2 separate regions of the Danio rerio genome follow, and region 2 is linked to region 1. Evidence: chromatin contacts called from public Micro-C data. All regions are on one chromosome and are shown on one strand. The core of a region is the stretch at or near the end of the contact, and the rest is flanking DNA. Distances in the headings are between cores, read along the strand shown.

Region 1 (6,466 bases), core at 2,426-4,925:
ACAAAACTTTTTATAATTGAATTTCAATTAACATGCAATTAAATTAGGAAAACATTATGTTCACATGCTTGCATTCGCAATGCATATTTGCTTAAGAAGTATCAAGTACTCTAGTAAAAGTTTACTTTTTATTCTCCTGTTTTGTTTTGTTTTCTCTCTCAGGAATAATATTTCAAGTGATGTAGACTTACATACAGAGGAGTCAAAAATATTACCATTATAGCTGTGAAATGCACACATGTACAACATATAACCATTCTAAATGCTGAACAAGCGTCACGGTAGCACAGTGGGTAGCACAACCATCTTCTGCAAGAAGGTCATTGGTTTGAGCCACAGCTGGGTCAGTGCGCATTTCTGTGTGGAGTTTGCATATTCTCCCCGTGTTGGAGTGGGTTTCCTCTGAATACTCCAGTTTTCCCCACAGTCCAAAGACATGCGGTACAGGTGAATTGAATAAACTAAATTGGCTGTAGTGCATTTGTGTGTGAATGCAAGTTGTTTCCTGGATTTGGGTTGTGGCTGGAAGGGCATCCGCTGCATAAAACATATGCTTGATAAGTTGGTGGTTCGTTCCACTGTGGCAGCCCCAGATTAATAAAGGGACTAAGCCAAAAAGAAAATGAATGAATGAACACATGGTACTCTACACTTTGGTGTTCTCCTGTAAACATTATTTTTAATATGTGTAATTTTACAACTGCATGTCAACTAACTTTTATTTTAGTATAGAGTAAGTAGACATTAGGGTTTTTAGAACAGGTTGACATGCATTTGCAAAGACGTGGTTGGGGGACCATTAAAATAAAGTATTAGCAATTATTAAGCATAAGTCTATCAATACTGTATTGCTAGACTACATACAGGGTAGTAGTTGCAAAGCTACTCATTGAAATGAACTGTCATCATTGCAGTATTAGTTAAATATTAGTATGGTCTTGTTCAGGATTAGTCATGAACTTGGCAAAAACAACAGTAATGTTGTCAGATTTGATTTTGTTGGTCCCACACAGACAGCAGGCACAAGTTCAGTCTTAATCCTTCTCTTCTTAATTCTTTCCCAGTAGGAGTTTGTGACCTTTATGGCCTTAACCATACCTGACAGATCAGAAGCAGGGACCTGAAGGAGATTTGCATGTGTGTGTGTTCATAAAAGTTGTGTGAATATATGTGTCCAGTCAGTGTCTGTCACCTTGTGTTGTTGGCACAGATGCACTTTGGCACAGGTCCTCATACATTAAGGTCATTATAAAGGGTAAACAAAAAGCATTTTAAAAAGTCTTTTAAATATATTTTACAGAAAATGGACAATAAATATATAGTAAAAAAACAACAAGAAAAAAACGTTTTACATTTTTTGTATCTTCCAAAAATAAATAAATAAATAAATTAATAAATTAAATAAATTAAATATATATATATATATATTTTTTTTTTGTCCTGAAACTCTGTTTGTTGACTAGATGGCTTGTGTCAGTCAACCATCCGTTTCTATTAGACCTGCCCTTTATATACCCATTTGCCACATAGCATTTTACACCATGTTCATATTAACCCTCTGTACCACCTGCCTAGATCTGCTACAGGTATTTTATTCACAGCTCATGTCTATTGATTTATATTATGCTAATCATTCTTGCATTATAGTATTTATAGCATTTTGTGGTAAAGAGCAAGTTGGACACTCACTCTCATCATCAGCTACAGCAATGTAGCAGTAAACCTTGAAACAAGCTATTGTCCCATGCCTAGTGTAATGGTACGTCTTACTTTAAATCTCACCTATGTTGATAATAAAAAAAAGTACTTATTGATGGAGTGAAAAAGCCAAAAATGCAAAAAGCAAAAGTGACCATACCAAACCATGCAGAGGAAAAGTGTCTCAATATAAGTCAATGGAATGTTCATGTATTTCATTGTCCAGTTTATGAAAGCTGCAGGTCTATGTACTCAACCTTGGGTGCGTTTCCAAAAACTTTCGTTAGGCAACTAAGGTGACATGTTCTGTCGTTAAAAACACAGTTTGTTGATTTTGATTTCCCAAATCCATTATTCCAGCAAACATTCACAATCTGGGGTGTGTTTCCTAAACAATGACATAACAAACAATGACAAATCGCGGCTTAACTATTATTGTATGATGCATCATTTGGGAAAAGAGCAATGTAGTGATGAGTGTTTTCTAAAACCGTAGTTGTTCTGTCGCAGATCCAACGGTTGAACCACATTAGTTTTTATAATGTAAAATGCCCATAATCATGCTCTAAACAGAGTGAAGTAACAACTTTAAAGAAGAACCCCATCATTTCTTTGTGCAAAGTATGTTGTTTTACTTGCACATGCATAAAAAAAAAATAAAAAAAAACCAATATTAGTTTTGGTAAAAACATGCACTCGTTTTCCATATACACTGAAATATATGTCAATAGCAATACATAAAAAAATACATAAAAATAAATAAAAATAATGAGGAAATTTTTTATTACTAAATTTAATATTTATTATTTATAAGGAAATTAAAAAATAATATTAATAATGACGATGATGATAATGATGATGATGATTATTATAATAATTATTATTATTATTATTATTATTAATATTATTTTTATTATTATTAAGTAGGATATTTTTTATTTATCTATTTTTTTTTGGGGTGAAAAGTTTACTTTTAAAATTTGACACATGCAAAGCACTGCAGAAATGACTGCCAACAGGCCCATGTCATATACAGTACAGATACTTAATAAATAACCTACTATAAATTAAAAGCAATAACGTATGCTATGTTTTTTTGTTTGCACAAGATTTGGAGACGTAATATAAATTCCGCATTTAAAAAATAAGTCAGCTATAGCTTTTATCATGAGCCACGGTTGTGTTCAAAATGACATCAATGTTTTCAAAGTGCACTACAGGGGGTAAACTGCATGTTTTTACCAAAATTAATGTTGTTGTTTTTTTTTGTTTTTTTTTAATTTGCACAAAAAAAAAAAAAAATAATTGTCTGAAGAAGTTGTTATTCCACCCAACTTAAAGCTCCATTATGGTTCAAATGATGTATCTGCAACAGAGCAACTATGGTTTTGGGAAACACTCCTCACTGCATGTTTTTTTTTTTTTTTTTTCAAACAATGTATCATACTAGTTCAGCCGCAATTAATGTTGTTTGGTAAATGCACCGCAGGAAGGCTAATGAAGAAAAACGTATTTGACTTTTTAAAACCAAAATAATGGTCATTTAATGAAAATAACTTTGACTGCAGCTACAAATACTGACTTCAGATGCTTCCTGTGAGCTCCACCATCTGCTGGTGCAGTTCTCCACACAGATCAACAGGTCACCACCAGCATTTAGTGTGAATGTACTGCTCGGGAAGGCCTCATCTTCCTCTCACCATCATGCATGCGCCACCCTTTTATCCGCAGTTGTCAAAACATGTACTGCAATAATGGCTGTGATGAACTCTGGGCTTTCAGATGAACTGCTCTTCAGTAAACATTACCCGCAGCTCAGAGCGCGGGACGTGTCTCAACTGTCTGTTAAAACCGAGTGAAGGCCCCACCGAACACCTGTGTGTGTTCATGACTGTGTGTTTTCATTTGTCTACATGACTGAGAGGTGGAAGGTGATGACATGCTGGAATGGACCGGAGGGCAACACACACACGCACACACACACACACTCACATGGCCACTAGAAATTCCAGTCACAGTCATGTTACAAAATCACTCTATAAGGTCGTGGAAACAAAGAAAAGCCCTCAGGGTGAATCCGTGTGTTTGTGTGTCTCTGTGTCTCTGTGTGTGTGTGTGTTTAATGTTTCTCCCAACCAAACCCACCAAAATCCTGCTTGCAATTAAAAAGTGCACCGCTCTGGCACCACAACTAATTTTCCCTGGCTTTCTACAGCTACAAACCAGTAGGGCAATTGTTATTAGTTCTCCATCGGTTTCAATTTGAATGCCTGAGAGCCAATTAAGGCTGCGGCTGATTGAATCCGCCCCAGGACCTTCCCATGCAGGAACCCAAATGAGTTCAGCCCGAGGTGGGGAGTAGCGGAGAGATGGAGGAAGAGGGGCACAGGGGTTAAATAAGAGGAGTTAAACTAGCAAATCCCAAACCCGCCCCAGCCGGAACAACGGTTGGCTGCTGTACTGATGTAAATTAAATCAACTATCCCAACTTATTCATTCAGTCTAGTAGCTTCGTTAGGCTCGAATTCCACCGGCAACCTCGTGACCTTCTCTAGTCAGACTGCATCACACCGACTGAAGGTTTCTGCCATACAAATTGCATCAGACTGCTTAATTAGCCAGTGTAATGCACTTAAACGGACATTCTTTTGCTTTCTTCTCGCACTTTAGTTCTCTTTTGAATTTGCAATCACACTGTTCTCAAAGATAAGCATATTTTAAGTACACTGACTCCATTGTGGAATGTTTCATTACTGAAAAGGCAATTTCATAATGCAAGGGAACAACTTTAATGCAGTCAATTTTTATCTTATGCCCTGATTAAAAAGAAAAATCTATAGTTTGTGTGATGTGTATTTAAGAAATATTGCTTATGCATCACAAATTGGTCAAAAAGTGATCGGTAAAGGCATTTTTAATGATTTATAATATTAGTTAAGCAATCAAATAATAACTAAATTATGTCTTAAATAAATAGGTCAGCAATTTTTTTATTTATTATTAGAAATTTATAATTTTTATTCAGCTTGACCAAAATTGCCAGTAAAGCCCTTTATATTTTGAACTATATATTCGAATGAAAACTGTTCTTTGGATCCTCTAAATCTGTTCCTCAAAAATATCACTAAAATGCTAAAAGTTTAAGTTAATTTATAGTATTTAGTAATTAATATAAGTATTTGTGTTATGAATAATAAATAGTTAAGCTTTTAATATGTATTTTAAAAGTTTTTTAGCATAAATTAAATTATTTTATAATTATCTTTAGTCTCATCTAATCCGATTTAAAATAAACAATACTGACAAAAAAGGCATTCATAATTATTATTATTATTATTATTATTATTTATTCATTCATTCACTCACTTTCTTTTCGGCTTAATCTCTTTATTAATCAGGAGTTGCCACAGCGGAATGAAGGGCCAACTTATCCAGCATATGTTTTATAATGTGAATGCCCTTCCAGCTGAAACCAATCACAGGAAAACACCCCTACACTCTCATTCACACACACATACTACGGCCAATTTAGCTTAACCAATTCACCTATTCACCTTATTCTCCGCCGACGAGCGGGCGCTGCTATTTGAATCTTTTTGGCTTGAGACTTCCGGTCTCATTCACTTCCATTCATATTTTGATGTTAAAAACGGCTCATTACGCTGCTTGATGTTGCAATTTGATATTTTCTTATTATATTATTCTACTTGGTCTGTATAGTCATGCAAACATTTGTTTGTAGAGCAAGTAGTTTGACTGTTTTCTGCCGTTTATTATTCTTAGTCATTTCTCCCATAGGCGACTGAATTGGAAGTTCTAAGACAATCGCGAAAACAGGCGCACTTCCACATTTTAGAATAAGGTCAATAGCGCATGTCATTGGAATGTGGGGGTAACCGGAACACGTGGAGGAAACCCACGCAAACACAGGGAGAACATTCAAACTCCACACAGAAATGACAACTGACCCAGCCAAGGAATAAACCAGTGGTCTTCTTGCTGTGAGGCGATTGTGCGACCCACTGCGCCACTGTGATACCTTATTTTAAAAGTATTTTAGCATAAATTATTTATAATTATCTTTAGTCTGATCTAGTCGGATTTAAAATAAACAGCACTGGCATTCATCATTATCAACATTATTTATTAGGGACTGAGTACCCAGGGTGTGTAAGCCCTATTGGAATTGCTAGGTTTCTTATTTTTCTTTTTCTTCTTCTTCTTCTTTAGAATGAATCGTGATTTTGAGGGTCTAAACATGCTTAAAAACTCACAAAGCTTTGCACACGTGCTAGAAGTGTCAAAAGTTTTCATTTGTTACAGGTTTCGGAAGTGGGTGTGGCGGAAGGCTCGACAGCACCATCTATGCACTTTTGATGGAGTGGCCCATTAGCTACATTTCATGCATGCGTACGAAAATAGGCACACACATCAAACATGGCAATACCAACAAAACAGTCTCTTTTTATAGATATTTTTAACTTCCTTTGCTGAAAAAGCACAGTTTTTTGCCATTTCCAGGCATTTTACTTCCTAGCAATTTCATCAAATCAACAACAAAAATGGATATTATTGTCTACAGGCATTGGCGATGTATAATGTAAAGATCTAGAGTTTTCGTTGTCCATGGCGCCCTCACAAACTTAGATGTTTCACCAAGCAACAAGAAGTTGTTATAACTCAGGCATGCATTTTTTGATCTGCCTAAAATCCACTCGTTTGATAACAGTCCTGACCTAAACACGTTTACATGCCAATATCCAGATAC
Region 2 (6,466 bases), core at 2,024-4,523, 300 kb before region 1:
ATCGGCCCTCAATGAAGGGCAGTCTGCTGATTGGGAAGTCGACGCCATAATGCTAAATTCGCTGAAAACGTATCCATTTCCAACCACTACCCTCCAACATTTCATAAAAGGCATTTGTATTTACAAATCAATAATCCATTATCTCTGTATTAATGCAAGGCCTTGACACGAACACCGCTATAGCGTGACTGCTGTGCGTGTGGGAATGTTGACTCAGAACAGCGTTTTGTCCTATTTCTGTTCCTCTATCATACCTGAATCATATCATGTTGTGTTTTTATGGATCTTAAAGGCTTTTTCGGCCCTTTTTCTGTGGCTGCCTGATGGAGAGCCACTCAGTTTAACAGCATAATAATGTAATATCGCAAGGGGTAGATTTCTTCTCTGAAATGAGGCATCACGGTGAATACTCTATATCTCTTACCGGCTTGAATTGGTTTCCCCTAGAGGACACAAACTTCATTATGAGCTCTTTCTCTGCCTGTGTTGGGGTATCAATACTTTATACCGTCTCTCTGCTGTTTAAATAGTGCTGTTTCTCGATGGCTGTTTGTAATCACTACACTGCTGCGCTGTAGGACATCAGGAGATCAGAAAAAGAGGGGTTCGATGTTGCTCTTTTCCTTCGGATCCCCCAAGCACCCCCTTCCTCATTATTGTGTGCGACTATCATATTGCAAAAAAAAAAAAAAAGAAGAAGAGAAAGAAGTATTTTTTCTTGGCCATTTGTGAAAGGCTCATTAAAACAGCCCAAGAACAAACAAAGCTTCTCCTCCGAGGCCCCCATTCAGAGTCATCCCATAATTTCCCACTAGTTTTAATAGTTGAGATAAATTAATTATTCCTTCGTGGAAAATACATTCTTTGCTATCTTTGGCTCATTGTTCTTGTTGGAGAGAATCGAGCCCAATCCTGGGAGAAATAGAGTTGCCTTTCCTGCAGGGAAATCAAACTGCTCGCTGCAATCAGGCAGGACCAGTGACAATTAAACCATTAGTATCTGGTATAGGAGACTCTTTACACAATGTACATCTTACTAATGAATCCAGAGGCAACTCATAATTACACAGTTTTGTCTTGTAAAGATTAGCTGCCCACTGAAACTCAGCTGAACATCACGTATAACGCTTCACTCGCTGCTCCTTTAGGCTGAATGAAGACGGGTCTCTGAGTGTCAATTCGAAACTTTTATATAGATATCATAAAAATAAACAAAAGGGTGGTTAGTCAGAGACATTGCTCAGTGGTCATTTTTCTTTCATTTATTGTGTTCATGTTTTCATGAGAGATGACACTAAAATATAAACGCTCGCAAAAAATGAGTGCACTTGTAAGTCAATTTTAAGGATATTTAGTCTTGCTGAAAAAAAGCTATCAATTTCAGGTTCTCTTTATTGTGAAATGACAATGACTTCCTTGCCCCAAAAATTGCCACAAAATGAGCAATTGCCCTCACAAACAAATCATAGTCACACTTTTTTTGATGCTCCGTTTGTTGAATTTAAGCTACATTGCAACTAATTCTCATTAGATTAATTAGACGGTTAGGGTTAGGGTTAGTGCAAGTTGACATGTACTGTACTTGCTAAGTTTCTTATAGACCATTCTGGGGGTGTAAACAATAACCTTTCCTGTCTTACGTTTTTAATTTCCATAACTTCCAAGAATCCAAAAAGATTTATAAATATTGTTATGACAGATGTTTTAACATAAAGTTAAAATTGAATTGCCTCTTGTTACAGTTAGGAAATAGTTTAGGGCCAATGAATGACATCACCTCATTGAAATGGTCTATAGTCAGTTAAATGTCTGTTGAAGGAGCAGTATCAACAGATATCTAGCAGACAGTCTACTAATACTCAATTGGACCATCAAAATAAAGTGCTACCCAAATCATCTTTAAAAGCCTTCGGACATAAAAAATGATGTTCTTTCTTGGTGTATTTGTGACCTTTGTAAATAAATAGAATAACAGTTGTTTCATGATTTTGTGACATAATGATGTGCATGACATGTTAACCTTATTATTGAATATTTTATTTTATTTTAAAGAATTTATTAAGGTTATGCTAAGTCTCAAAGCTAAATCTTAGAAAAGGCGACCAACAAATCTATAGTTTTAGTTCTCATTTATACCAGGGGATGGCGCCACTGTTATAAGAACATGAGCGTGACTTCTGTAGTGGTGTAGTGAATTTTCACTTTGTCCATGAAACCAAATAGACTTTTATATAGTTAACACAGCCCTCAGTCAATCTAATATGAAATAGATGAAATATGTATATGGGAACACTTAAACACTGGAATACTTACTAATAGCATGAAACTTCCACAATCAGTTTTGTAGATATGGAGCAGAAGTTCTCCAGATGAAGGATTTGCTCTGCAGACATTCTTTCAATGTCAAAGGAAAGGTAGAATAATTCATATCTGCACAAAAAAAAAAAAAAAAACATATATATATATATATATATATATATATATATATATATATATATATATATATATATATATATATATATATATATATATATATATATATATTATTGTTGTTGTTATTATTATTTTTATTATTATTTTATTATTATTATTATTTTAATACCACATTAGTATTAAGTAAACTAATAACTGTAAAACTAAATATTTTAAGTATATTTTAGTTGAAGAGTCATGTAAAATTTATAATCATATTTAATCAAATAAATTAACTACATTTGATTACAAATATATAAAGACAAATACATAAATATATAAGTAAAAATGAAAACCAATTAATAATGTAATATAACAGAGACTAAAAGTAACAGAAAATACAATAAATATATCTAAACTTTTTCTTAACATGCAAGACAATATTCAGGGAGCTGTGATTTTATGCAGATGTGAAAACTGTCAACTCCTTTAAATAATAAATATTATGAATGTACGGTTCTTGTTGGTCTTATGCTGTAAATGAGGAATTAATTCCGTATAAAATGTTTTTTTATTTAAAAATGTTTCATTTTGGGGACCCCTTGTGCGCTTACCGAGGCCCCATAGTGGGACCCGGTCCCGACGGTTGAACACCTCTGCCCTGTCCAACCTCAACAAGCAGACAGCCACTCTCAACCGCAATCTTTCCTTCTTTGAACAGTGTGTGTCGAAGTCAACCTCGCCTTCTTTTGATTGGCTGTATTCCTCATTCCGCTTGAATGGAGTGCGTCATGATTGGCCACAGCCTGATTGACGTCATCCTGCGAGAGGAGGTTTACTCTGGGTTTTTTTCTGTCACTGACACATGTAGAGCACAAGCGACAAGCAGCGGCGAGACATCAGCGCGCGAGAGAGGACAGTTACAAACACAAGCGCTCTCTTCATCTATGGAAATTACCGAAGACCTTGCCGACAGCTCCATCAACAAACCCGCCGCCGAGCTTTTCAGTGATAATAAGAGCATCTGAGAAAAAAGGTGACGGCAACAGTGGAAATATAATCTGAAAACTCCATTTGCTTGACTCTTTCGCAGCAGCGAGAAGTGTTCATCCACGCGCTGCTCCGTCTGTGAGTTTGTTGGACTGTGCGCGTTATTTTTTATATATTTTCTACAGAGAAAACAGACTGCTGTACATTTCTCACCACCATTCAACCATTACATTTCAAAGAGGTAAGTGCACTTCTCTTCAACTAACCGTATTTTGCTTTATGAATGGTAATATTTCGTAGTTTGACGAGACACGTTTGTTACGGAGCGACAGAATTGATGTTGCAGAAAAACACTACACACGAAAGCATAAAAGATTACAGTTACTTAATGACTAGATTTTATGTATTGTGCTTGTGTGCAAATTGTGTTGCATGTCACGCACTTATACCGTAATAATGTACGTTAGTGAATTAAACATGAGCGATGCGCGTTGTTTCATAAGAAGACCACATAGGTTATTTAGACGTAATCTTGGAAATTGCTGGCATTTCGAGTTTAATATCTTATTAGTGCATCTTAAGTGCGCGCGTGCTGTACAGATGGTCAACAAACCATAACACAAGTGCAATTCTGTCCATGTTGCATTGTGCATTCTGGCAGGAGCAGCTGTATTTAGTCTCCAGCACCGCGATCTGTATTACTGGCCATGGGCTGCTGATCTGTTTTATATTTCTGCACATCCCCTCTCTTAAATTGCCTGTCCGTGTAATTACTTGAGTTTGCCCATTTGACTTAAAAGCCACCCCCTCCCTCTCTTCAAATCTCCCCTCTTCCCTCTTCCAGGGAATGAAACTTGACGATGGTCCGATCTTATTTATCTGGGGGAGTCACTTTCGGTCTCTGATTCATCTCCCTTTAGATTTAATCAGCACTAAGGTATTGCTTGTCCCTAAGAGCCTCCACTAATGGGGTTACTGAATGCCTCTCTCTCTCTCTTTCTCTCTCAGTGCAATGTTTTCTACCCCCCGCCTCTCTCTTCTCCTCTAATTACCTTTCAACAAAGATTTGGCTTACAGCCTTTCACGAATATATCTTAAATTTTAATCTTTCCCACTTCGGTCCAGCAGCCCTCCTTATGAAACCTGGGAAACATTGCACACACACAGTACTGATGGATCAACAGAGCAAAGCACAGAACTGCAATCGTAAATGAGGGTTTGTGGTTAATGTGATTTCTGTCAGAGGCAGATATTTCTGTAGGCCGGCATTAACTGATTTCTTGCATATGCAGAATGATCCAACATAGTAGGGGTAATTTCACGCAGCAGTGACCAGTCCCCAAAGCGAATGCTGCTGAATGTTCTTCATGATGTTGGCTGGAAATCCGTCATCTGATAACCTTAGTGAAAGCAATTGGAATATGTCGACCTCTGAATGGGTCGTACAACTTTAAGGCTTCCTCAATTAACTTCTCCAGTTCTGGCAACAGTAGCATTTGGATTCCTCTCTCTCTTTCTCTCTCTCTCATGAAGGTTCAGGAAAATGTACTTTTAAAGCAATGCAGACAACCTAACAAAAGCCAGTGCTTCTAATTGTTCCAGTGACTTTAATGTTATCAGTGAACAGACATTTATCACAAATGGACCAAAGGAGCTGACTTCAGCACTTAGATAAAGATCAAGGACAGCCTGCCACTTTAAACAATTCTCAGACTTGCTTGAAGGCATTATATGCATTTAAATTATTTCAAAAGAGCTTTTAGGAAGCGTGCCTCCCAAAACATTCAGTGTTTTAGGTCACTGTTCAGGCTCCAGGTGTTTTAGATATTTCTAAGACAAAACTTCTGTCAGAAGTTGAGGAAACTTAGGTGTGCTTGCTTTGTGAGATGTGGATTTAAGTAATGCTGAATGCTTTTATAGTTACTTTTCTTTCTTTTTTTAACTGTGTGCAAATATATATATATATATATATATATATATATATATATATATATATATATATATATATATATATATATACTTTTGAAGTCAAAATTATTAGCCCTCCTGTTTATTTTTCCCCAATTTCTGTTTAAGTAGAGGATTTTTTCAACACATTTCTAAACATTTGTTTAGAAGTTTGTTCTGTAGATTTTTAAAGAAAAAAATAGCTTAAAGGAGCTAATAATATTGACCTTAAAATAAAAAAAAAATAAAAATCAAAAACTGCTTTCATTCTAGCTGAAATAAAACAAATAAGACTTTCTCCAAAAGAAAAAAAATATTATCAGACACACTGTGAAAATTTCCTTGCTCTGTTAAACATCATTTAGGAAAATAAATAAATAAATAAATAAAATAGGGGCTACTAATTTTAATTTCAACTGTTTGTCATTTGTTGAAAGGGCTTTTGATTTGTATTTAGCTACAAAACTAGAATATAAAATAGTACTCTTGCACACGCATTTAAAAACTGCTTAACTCTTGACTTACTGCTCCAGTGTTTCTCCCTGTCTCTTTATGTTTCTGCAGACACAATGGTGAACCCTGGAGGAAGTGCCCAGCCCCCACCTGTTGGAGCGGGATCTCTGTCGTGGAAGCGCTGCGCGGGCTGTGGGGGAAAGATTGCTGATCGGTTTCTCCTCTATGCCATGGACAGCTATTGGCACAGCCGCTGTCTGAAATGTTCCTGCTGCCAGGCCCAGCTTGGAGAGATCGGCACATCCTGCTACACCAAGAGTGGCATGATCCTATGTAGAAACGACTACATCAGGTTAGACACATCCATTATTGATTTTAATCTGTCACAATCACAGCCTCACTCATGTGTTTAAGAAAGATGTCAGGCAGTGAGTTTTTTTTTATTTTTTATTTGTGTTCATCCTCTCAAGTTTTGCTTTCTGGTGTGCTTGCGACATTGATTTGAAATGGGCTCTTCAGTAATGTGTTCTGAGTTTGAGGATATAGTTTTGGCAGGTTTTTTTCATAGTCCTTGAAACCAAACTTTAGATAGTTCATACATCTGGATATTATGACAGTCCACCGACCACATGAAATGACATTAGGCATGTAATGATTAGATGAA

What was found. A called contact is a pair of places that touch in the nucleus more often than the background predicts.
Region 2: a Micro-C map of caudal fin shows a contact between it and region 1, with 3 times the contacts expected there. The contact joins the promoter of lmo4b here to the enhancer-like site in region 1. A contact is called at or near these places in 1 of 18 Hi-C or Micro-C datasets (caudal fin) and 1 of 4 datasets of contacts at active chromatin or transcription factors (embryo).

The regions. Positions count from the first base shown.
Region 1 is chr6:28,125,925-28,132,390 of GRCz12tu, reverse strand. It overlaps a transcript of kyat3.2 not described here. Among named protein-coding and RNA genes, the nearest start is that of pkn2b, 270 kb to the right of the region's middle. Within about 2 kb of position 3,675, at least 6 of the 62 cell types and tissues checked have an H3K27ac peak or open chromatin away from gene starts, as enhancers often do. A contact at or near this core is called in caudal fin, where this site is marked.
Region 2 is chr6:28,423,702-28,430,167 of GRCz12tu, reverse strand. lmo4b (LIM domain only 4b) reads left to right here and starts at 3,273. Exons shown (of 5, transcript NM_212689.2): 1 at 3,273-3,643; 2 at 5,914-6,154. The coding sequence starts at 5,919. It also overlaps a transcript of kyat3.2 not described here.